Regions from separate parts of the Ovis aries genome. Here region 1 is linked to region 2. The links are chromatin contacts, called in public Hi-C maps. All regions are on one chromosome and are shown on one strand. The core of a region is the stretch at or near the end of the contact, and the rest is flanking DNA. Distances in the headings are between cores, read along the strand shown.

Evidence for each region. A called contact is a pair of places that touch in the nucleus more often than the background predicts.
Region 1: a contact with region 2 is called in a Hi-C map of liver, with 2.6 times the contacts expected there. The contact joins the enhancer-like site here to the promoter of SLC24A3 in region 2. A contact is called at or near these places in 2 of 16 Hi-C or Micro-C datasets (liver and mixed tissues).

Annotation. Positions count from the first base shown.
Region 1 is chr13:38,523,055-38,527,334 of ARS-UI_Ramb_v3.0, reverse strand. The region is part of intron 1 of SLC24A3 (solute carrier family 24 member 3); the gene reads right to left. Among named protein-coding and RNA genes, the nearest start is that of SLC24A3, 51 kb to the right of the region's middle. Within about 2 kb of position 2,779, at least 4 of the 54 cell types and tissues checked have an H3K27ac peak or open chromatin away from gene starts, as enhancers often do. A contact at or near this core is called in liver, where this site is marked.
Region 2 is chr13:38,472,347-38,476,438 of ARS-UI_Ramb_v3.0, reverse strand. It overlaps SLC24A3 (solute carrier family 24 member 3), which reads right to left and starts at 1,855. Exons shown (of 17, transcript XM_027976756.2): 1 at 1,370-1,855. The coding sequence starts at 1,823.

The DNA.
Region 1 (4,280 bases), core at 1,530-4,029, 50 kb before region 2:
CAGTAGCGGCTAAAAGACAACAAAGGTTAAATTGATGGGTCACCCGGAATAACCCCCTCACCTTCCCAGATCCCTCAAGGGAGGGAAGATACAGACATCACCTACTCTATGGGGTGCTCATCAGAGGAGACACAGACACACAGGGAGGAGAGCTTGTTGGGTTAGGGAGAGTTCGTGAACTTGCACCCCTTAGAAATAATGTTACCCATGGATTCCCACCCCATGAATCAAAGGTGTTTACTACTTATGGGAAAGAGTAGATGCATTCTTTCTTCTGTAGAGGCTACAGTTTAATAATTAATACCAGATACTTCGATGGGAGTCATGCCCCAGATAGTCTTCTAGCAATTAATACACAGCAACTTTCATTCTCCCAAACCTTTGCAGGAGTATTTTTAAGTATTGTAGAGGTGACTCACAATATTAGTTTCAGATGTACAACAGTGATTCAATATTTTTTATAGATTATAAAATCCATTCAAAGTTATTGTAAAATATTGGCTATGTTCCCTGTGCAGTACAATATAACCTTGTAGCTTACTTATGTAATATATTATAGTTTGTGCCTCTTAATCCCATGCCCTATCTGCTTCCTCCCCTGCTCTCCCCACTGGTAACCACTAATTTGTTCTCTGTATCTGTGAATCTGTTTCTGCTTTGCTATAGTCATTCATTCATTTTATTTTTGTATTCCACATATAAGAGATAACATATAGCTATTTGTCTTTCTCTGTTTGACTCATTTCACTGAGCATAATACCCTCCAAATCCATCCACACTGCTACAAATGGAAGAATTTCATTCTTTTCTATGGCTGAGAACTATTCCATTGTATATATAGACCATGTCTTCTTTAACCATTTATCTGTTGATAGACACTTAGGTTGCATCCATATTTTGGCAACTGTAGATAATGCTGTTATGAACACTGGGGTATGTGTATTTTTTGAATTAGCGTTTTCTTTGGATAAATAGCCAGAAGCAGAATTTCTGGTATCACACTCCTTGACTTCATATTATACTACAAAGCTATAGTCATCAAAACAGCATGGTCCTGGCACAAAAACAAACACATAGGTCAGCAGAACAGAATAAAGAGCCCAGAAATAAATTCACGCACTTATAGTCGATTAATCTACAGCAAAGGAAGAAAGAATATACAGTAGGGAAAAGACGGTCTCTTCCATAAGTGGTGCTGGGAAAACTGGACAGCTACATTTAAAAGAATGAAATTAGAGCAGTCTCTAATACCATGTACAAAAATAAACTCAAAATGGATTAAAGACCTAAATATAAGACCAGAAACTATTAAAATCCTAAATGAAAACATGGGAAGAACACTCTTCGACATAAAATGTAGCAGTATTTTTTGGATCTGTCTTCTAAGGCAAAAGAAACACAAGCAAAATAAACAAGTGGGACCTAATTAAACTTTAAAGCTTTGGAATAGCACAGGAAACCATCCACAAAGCAAAAGACAGCCTACTGAACGGGAAAAAGTATTTGCAAATGGTATGGCTGATAAGGGGTTAATATACAGACTATCCTATAACTCAATATCAAAAATACAAACAACCTGATTTTTTTAAATGGGCAGAAGACCTGAATAGATACGCTTCCAAAGACATACAGATGGCCAACAGGCACATGAAAAGATGTTCAACATTGCTAATCATCAGAGAAATGTAAATCAAACTACAATGAGATATCACCTCACACCTGTCAGGATGGCTGTCACCAACACCTAAATGGGGGATGGGGGGATGGGGGGCTTGGGAGAGAGGTCAAAAGGGGGGGATATATGTATACATAGAGCTGATTCATTTCATTTTACAGCAGAAACTAAAACAATGTTGTAAAGCAATTATATGCCAATAAAAATTAAAGTCTACAAATAAAAATGCTGGCAAGGGTGTAGAGAAAAGGGAATCTTTATACACAGTAGGTAGGAATGTAAATGGGTATAGCCACTAAAGAAAACAATATGGAGGTTCCTCAACTTAAAAAAGAGAGAGAGATTTTTTTAAATTATTATCTGCATTTGAAGATGAAGATGGTACAGAAAAGTAAGTTGCCCAAGATCACAGAGCTAGTAAGCAGCATGGCAGGCATCTGAACCCAGGCCGTGGGCTCCAGATTCCAGTTTCCTGCCACAGAGCTGCGCTAGAGAAACCTGGGACACTCAGGGAGCCTAGGTCTCTCCCTGTGAACTCTCCTCCTCTTTGCTGGACCCCCGCCAACCTCCCCGCCCACACAGCATGGTCTCTGGAATCATGCCTTCCAGCTCCAGAGAACATTCGCTTGTGGCCACCCCTGCCTAGACTTCCCTTGCTAAAGGCATGAGTCAGGAAGACCAAAAAAAAAAAAAGTTCCTTATGAGTTATTATTACTTGTCATCACGCTTGTTGTACGAGCCACAAGGGTCCAGATTTATTACACTGGAAGGAAAGCTGTTGAGTTTGTTGCTGAGGAATGACGGACTCCATAACACTTGGATTCACTGCTTTTGTCCCCAAAAACATGCCCCCCACCCTCACCCAACTGCCTGAAATCCTAGCTCAAGACAGTAAGCAGCCCTGTGAGGGCAGGAAAGGCAGCTTCCCTGCCAGTGAACCCAGCCTTCACTCACTGAGGATGGAGTGGGGTCCCCAAGACCTAATCCCCCCGCACCCCCCAGGGCATCTGGGGTGACCATGCAAAGGCATCAGGGTGCCTGGTGTCCACTTAAGAGTAGATGGCTATCCGTCTGCCCCAGTAATGTCACTCTGTAGGAGGACACACTGGGATGGAAAAGGCCAAAGGTCACAATCCAGCTGGACACTGGCAGATGTGTTTAGTTTCGTTCATACAGTGTTGTGAAAGTTCCCCAATTTTGTACCAAAAGCCAGATTTCCAGTTTCTTTTGCAAAACCAGAAGACCTGGCAAGACAGGCCTGAGTCCCTGACACAAAGGCACTTAGGGGGCATCTACTCCCCTGTGAACAGGGAAGCCCCCTTGTCTGCACCCCAGTCCCCACCACTCCCCACTGCCTTTCAAGCTCCTCAAGCACAGATGCAGAGCACGTGCCCTGGATCTGGCTGGGAGGATGACGGCAAGGCCTGGGCTTATAAAGCAGCCCCAGCTTACCTTTCCCCTTAAGCCACACTCAAACACACGGAGTCGTGTCAGCCAGCATCGCTCCTGTTCTGTGATGACACCTGCCTCTCTGCACCCGAGTCCCTCTCCTTCTTTGTCCTTCCACTTCCTGGCTGTTCTTGTGCCCACTGAACTCTGAAACATAAATTCAGAGCTTGTATTCCCCTAACATGTGAAGGCCTTGTCTCCCCATCCATTCCAGAAGCTAGCTCTTAGAGAAAAGGAACATTTCATATACTTCTCCCAGATCCTTTTCCTGCCAAAGTGGGTTGGATCCACGGTGGGCACTCAACAAGAGTGATGTGCATGAGGAGAAGAATCTGATGGGGAATTGGAGGAGGACCGGGGCAGAGGCCAGGACTTCGGCAGCTTCTTACTGGTGGAACCTGTACCAAGACCTTGGAAGGCCATGGAGGACAGGGCCATAGGATACAGACAAGGTTCCCATCAGTAAAGATGCTGATAACTCAAAATTAACAACCACAAGACAATGAAAGGAGTGAACGCCAGCTGACATGGTTCAAGGGTCTGAGAAGCCCAGAGGATTGCAACCCAACCGCTCAGAAGAGCTCGGGCTCCACGGGCGGTGCTGGGCTGTGTCAGGTGGCGCTTGGCATGGGGCTCATCCACGTGTGTCACACACACCCGCATCAGATTCTGGAGTCTGGAGTAATTTCATGCATCTCATGTAGTAAGAACGTCTTAAAAAACGACTGACTCCTCAAGCCAACAGAGGCAGATCACTTAACACTCAACATGTGGGGTCACTGGATGAATTTCCCAGGACATGACATGGACCCTGGGATGCCCAGATGTACGTCCAGAGGATGGCAAGCTTCAGGTCTGTCCCCTTCCTGCACCCACTCCTATAGGAAAGGGCAGATGAGCCCATGGACCACAAGGGAAAACACTGGGATGCCATCCATAAATGATACCATTCTGTCCACTGCCAGGGCACAGAGCTATTGCCTAATCCCATGGGGAGACCAAGCATCCAGGAATTGCTTCAGAAGTTTCCACATGACCGTGCTTCACCCTGAGAGGCAAAGGACCCACTGCATAATTCTATAAATCCAAATGCACACACATCTTCTGAGATTGTGAAACCAGGTGCCACGTTTTCGTGTATCTCTTTAGAATGTAA
Region 2 (4,092 bases), core at 606-3,105:
CTCTTCCTGAGACAAGGCCAGGAACTGCTTCTGGCAGGTCAGAGTCTGCCCTTGGAGAGAGGTCTGGCCTCTCTCACTGGGCACCGTCCACTTTCCGATGTCAGTCCCCATGGCCAGACAGTCTAGCATCCGGGAGAAACGCAGAGAACCAGGAGTCTCCAGGGCTCCACTGAGGACCTGGACAGGCTCTCTCCTATTACCATATATGCTGAAGTCTGCTAAGATCTGAACCAAGACCCACCATCCACTTTCCCCACCAGGCAGGAGCACAATCAGTTGGGGAAGGTCTCTTTTTTTTAACCTTTTGTACCCTTAAGTATATTTGAGCATCACTATCCAAATGCCTTCCTTCTGCACTTCATAATCCCTTGTATTGGAGCTCCGTGGATCTTAACACCAAAGCATGTATCTGTCATTGTTTTCCCTCCCGAGTATTTCTGTATCTATTTTCCCACCAAGCGTGCGACTGGGGGAGCCGGGATAGAAAACTGCTTTACACGAGCTATTCTTCCAAGCCTTTCCTCCGTTTCTCTGACAGCTGCACACCCAAGGTCCAAACTCTTTCCCGTGAACAACTGTGCTGAGCAAAATTCTTCAGCAGATCTATTTCAGCTCAAGAAAGGCCGAGGGCAAACATAAGACACAAGTTGTGTGCCGCGAGGGCGCACTGCAGGGCACCCTGAAAGTAAGGTACAGACCATCGGCGGTCCCGTCTAACGGCTTCATCCCGCGTTGCAAGTCTGCAAAAGGGATCCGTGTTCCCAGCGAGGGGCCAGTGGAGGAGAACCAGTCCCAGCGAGGGGCCAGTGGAGCAGAACCAGTCGCAAAATCTAGCCAGGGCGGGGCGGCGGCGGGGCGGGGGGGGCAACACTTTTTTCCTATCATTCGTTCCCGGGCACCTGTTCTACAACGAGGGGGATGGAGCTTCCGAGGAAACAGGCGGTCCATCCTGCCTGTTCTGTTCGGAGCACTAACTGTGTCCACGGGTCAACCAGCCCTCTCCCTGCCCTCCCTCCACAGGCCAAGGAGTTGCACGGGTGGTCACGCGCGCAGGGGCAGAAGCTCACCAGGACAACTTCATTACTGCCCACGGGGGACCTGTTTAGGGCAAGAGTCCCCACTGCTGCCTCCCTCAGTCCCTCCAGCTCGTGGCAGGAAGCGGGGCAGAGCCGGGAGGCACAGGTGACGGTTCCCAGGGCAGCCAGGCGCCCAGCGTGCCGGCCACGGTCCTACCCCCGCCCCGTGCCCGCGCACACGGTCCTCGCCTCCCGGGCCCCTCCGCCCGGGGCAGGGGGCGTCCCCGGGCCTGGACGCCCCGCGCCGCCGCCGGAGCCGCAGCGCCCACTCGGGGCGAGCGGCGAGCACTCACCGTCGTGGTCCCGCATGCTCGACAGCGACCAGAGCAGCAGCGCCACCAGGGCCAGGAAGCAGACCTGGCTCAGAAGAAGGTCCCTCCGGCAGCTCCGGCGGCGCTCACGCTCCTCCAGGTCGGGCGACTGCATCCTCTCCGCGCGGCAGGGCAGCGACCCCGGCGGGGTCCCCGGAGGGCGGCGGCCGCTCCGATCGCCGGCGGCCGCAGCGCGGCTGGTGGCGGGAGGCAGCTCCGCGTGCGGCGGCGGCGCGTCCTCGCTGCGCTCCCGCCCGGCGGCCGCCGCCGCCGCCTCTCCTTCCTCCTGGCGGCCGCCGCGGTTCTCCCGATCTCCGTCCTCGTCGTCGCTCAGTCCCTCCTCCTCCTCCTCCTCGTCGTCGTCGTCGTCGTCGTCGCCGCCGGCCCGCGCCGCCGCCTCCCGGCGCTCGGGGTCCCCGTCCTCCTCGCGCGCCATGGCTCCCACGCTCGGCGTCCGCGCTCGGCCTCGGGCGGCGGCGCGGCGGGGGCGGCGGGGGCGGCCGGGAGGCGGGGGCGGCGGCGGCCGAGGAGGAGGAGCGGGGAGGACCGGCGGGAGGAGGGCCCGCCGCGGGCCAACTCGGCCGGCGGGCGAGGCCACCCGGGGCTGCTCCGGCCTCGCCGGCGGCGGGAGCGCGTCGCGGGGCCGTCCGCCTACTCCATGGTCCTCGCGCGGGGCCGGGGCCGAGCCGGGGCCGGGGCCGGGCCGAGCGCGCCGGGAGCTCGGGGCGAGGCGGGAGGCGGCAGCCGGCGGCGGCGCGGCGGCTCGGGCGCGGGCGCGGGCTGGGGGCAGCGGCGGGGACGCGGCGGCGCTGGCCAGCCCGGCGGAGAGGGGGCGCGTGGGGAGGAGACTGAGCCGGGGAGGGAGCCCCGCGCGCGGTCCTGCGCTCGTGCCGGCGCAGGAGGGCCCCCTCTCGGGACACACGCGCCGCGGAAAGGCTGATCTCCGGGGGGGAAAGGGTTCGCCCGAAACTTTTTGAGGAGCGGAGGGCCTCTCCCGCCCCCTCCCCGCCCTGTGCCCGGAGAGGGGCGCCGCAAGTGCGCTTGGTTGCGCTCGCCGGGCCGCCGGGCTCGCTTCCTCCCGCGGGCCTCCTGGGTTTCCCTCCGCCCCCTTGTGGGGATCCCCGTGCGCCCGGCTTGGGACCTGAAACAGGACTCCCCCAGGCTCTTTGGCTCGCTGGGGGTGTCCTGGCTCCCTCCTCTGGCCCGGGCTCACACTTCACTCGGGATAGTCCTGTACCAAGCCTCCAGGGCTGTGGCCGAGGGAAGAGGGTCAGGGCGGCGCGAGGGCCGCCGGCCAACCCCGGGACGAGGCTCCTGGCCTTCCTGTCGCCGAGAGCAGTCAGGCTGCCCCCCATCTTGAGGTCAGAACCCTAATCCTCGCACTTCCCAGCCTCCACTTGTGCTCCAGCCCTCACCTGCAGCCTTGCAGAAGATGTCCTTTAGAGAGGACACCTGGTGGTCTCAGGTACAGCCACCCTCCCTCCTGGGGTTTCCAGCTTCCCCAGTGCCTGGTGCCTCCCTTGGGCTGAGGCTAGGATGGCGGATCTAGCCCCAGAAGGAGATGCCTCTATGGTGGGGCTGAAAACAGAAGTGAAGTGAAGTGAAAGTCGCTCAGTCGTGTCCGACTCTTTGCGACTCCATGGACAGTGCAGTCCCTGGAATTCTCCTGGCCAGAACACTGGAGTGGGTAGCCTTTCCCTTCTCCAGGGGATCTTCCCAACCCAGGGACTGAGCCCAGGTCTCCCGCACTGCAGACGGATTCTTTACCAGCTGAGCCACAAGGGAAAACAAAAGCGTTTGTTCAAAAAATGATCACTGGAACACAGGTGTTGGTCTAGGTGACTGTCTCCACAGAGTCCGGTCATTTCAGGGAATCCAGCTGAAGCCGTCTATGGAGGTGAGAAGGAAGGAGAGACCTCTGCATGGGTTTCTCCACTCCTAGGTCTGGGAGGATCCACAGAGTCCAAGGGTGACCCCACCTATGGATGACCTTCTAGCCCAAGCTCCCCAGATGACCCCCCCTCAGCCTCAGGGAATAGTGGGTCATGGCCAAGGACAAAACAGACCTTCCCAGGTGGCTTCCTCACCACGGAGAGACCATCTCACCCAGCATGCCTGAGAGCTCTTGCTTCCTGGGCATACCATTCCTTTAGTCCTTTCTCAGCCTGGCGTCTCCCCAGAAGCACCTCCCCTACCCTGCCCTTCTTGACCCTTCTGCTCCTGTTGGTTACCAGCTACCATCCCTGGCACGAGGATTTAAACCCTGGAAGTCCCTGGGGAAAGGGAGACGCTCCAGTCTCATCACCTTGATCAACATTCAGAAGAAAGTTTAGGCGCTCAGAAGGCTGTCCTTTATTCAACTAACTAGGAAAGACACTCACTTTTTTTCCTGTAAATAAGAAAAATAAAAGTGAGAGAGGGAATCTGGAACTAATTGGGTTAGAGAATGAGCCACAGGCACAAGGAATTGTGTAATATGGGGGTGGGAGAGGTGTCAGGAAGAGAGCAGGAGGGCAGAGGGGAGGAACCAGGAGTTGGCAATGCCCTGGAAGTGCCCTGGGCACCTGCATGGAATGAAAGAGCGGAAGCCAGGTGGGGGAAAGAAAAGGAAGGGAGACAGAGATGGAGAATCTTTCCTGGGCATGCTGAAGTGATTTTTTTTTTTTTTAGTTCATCTTCATTTAAACAGATTTCACAGCAAAGTG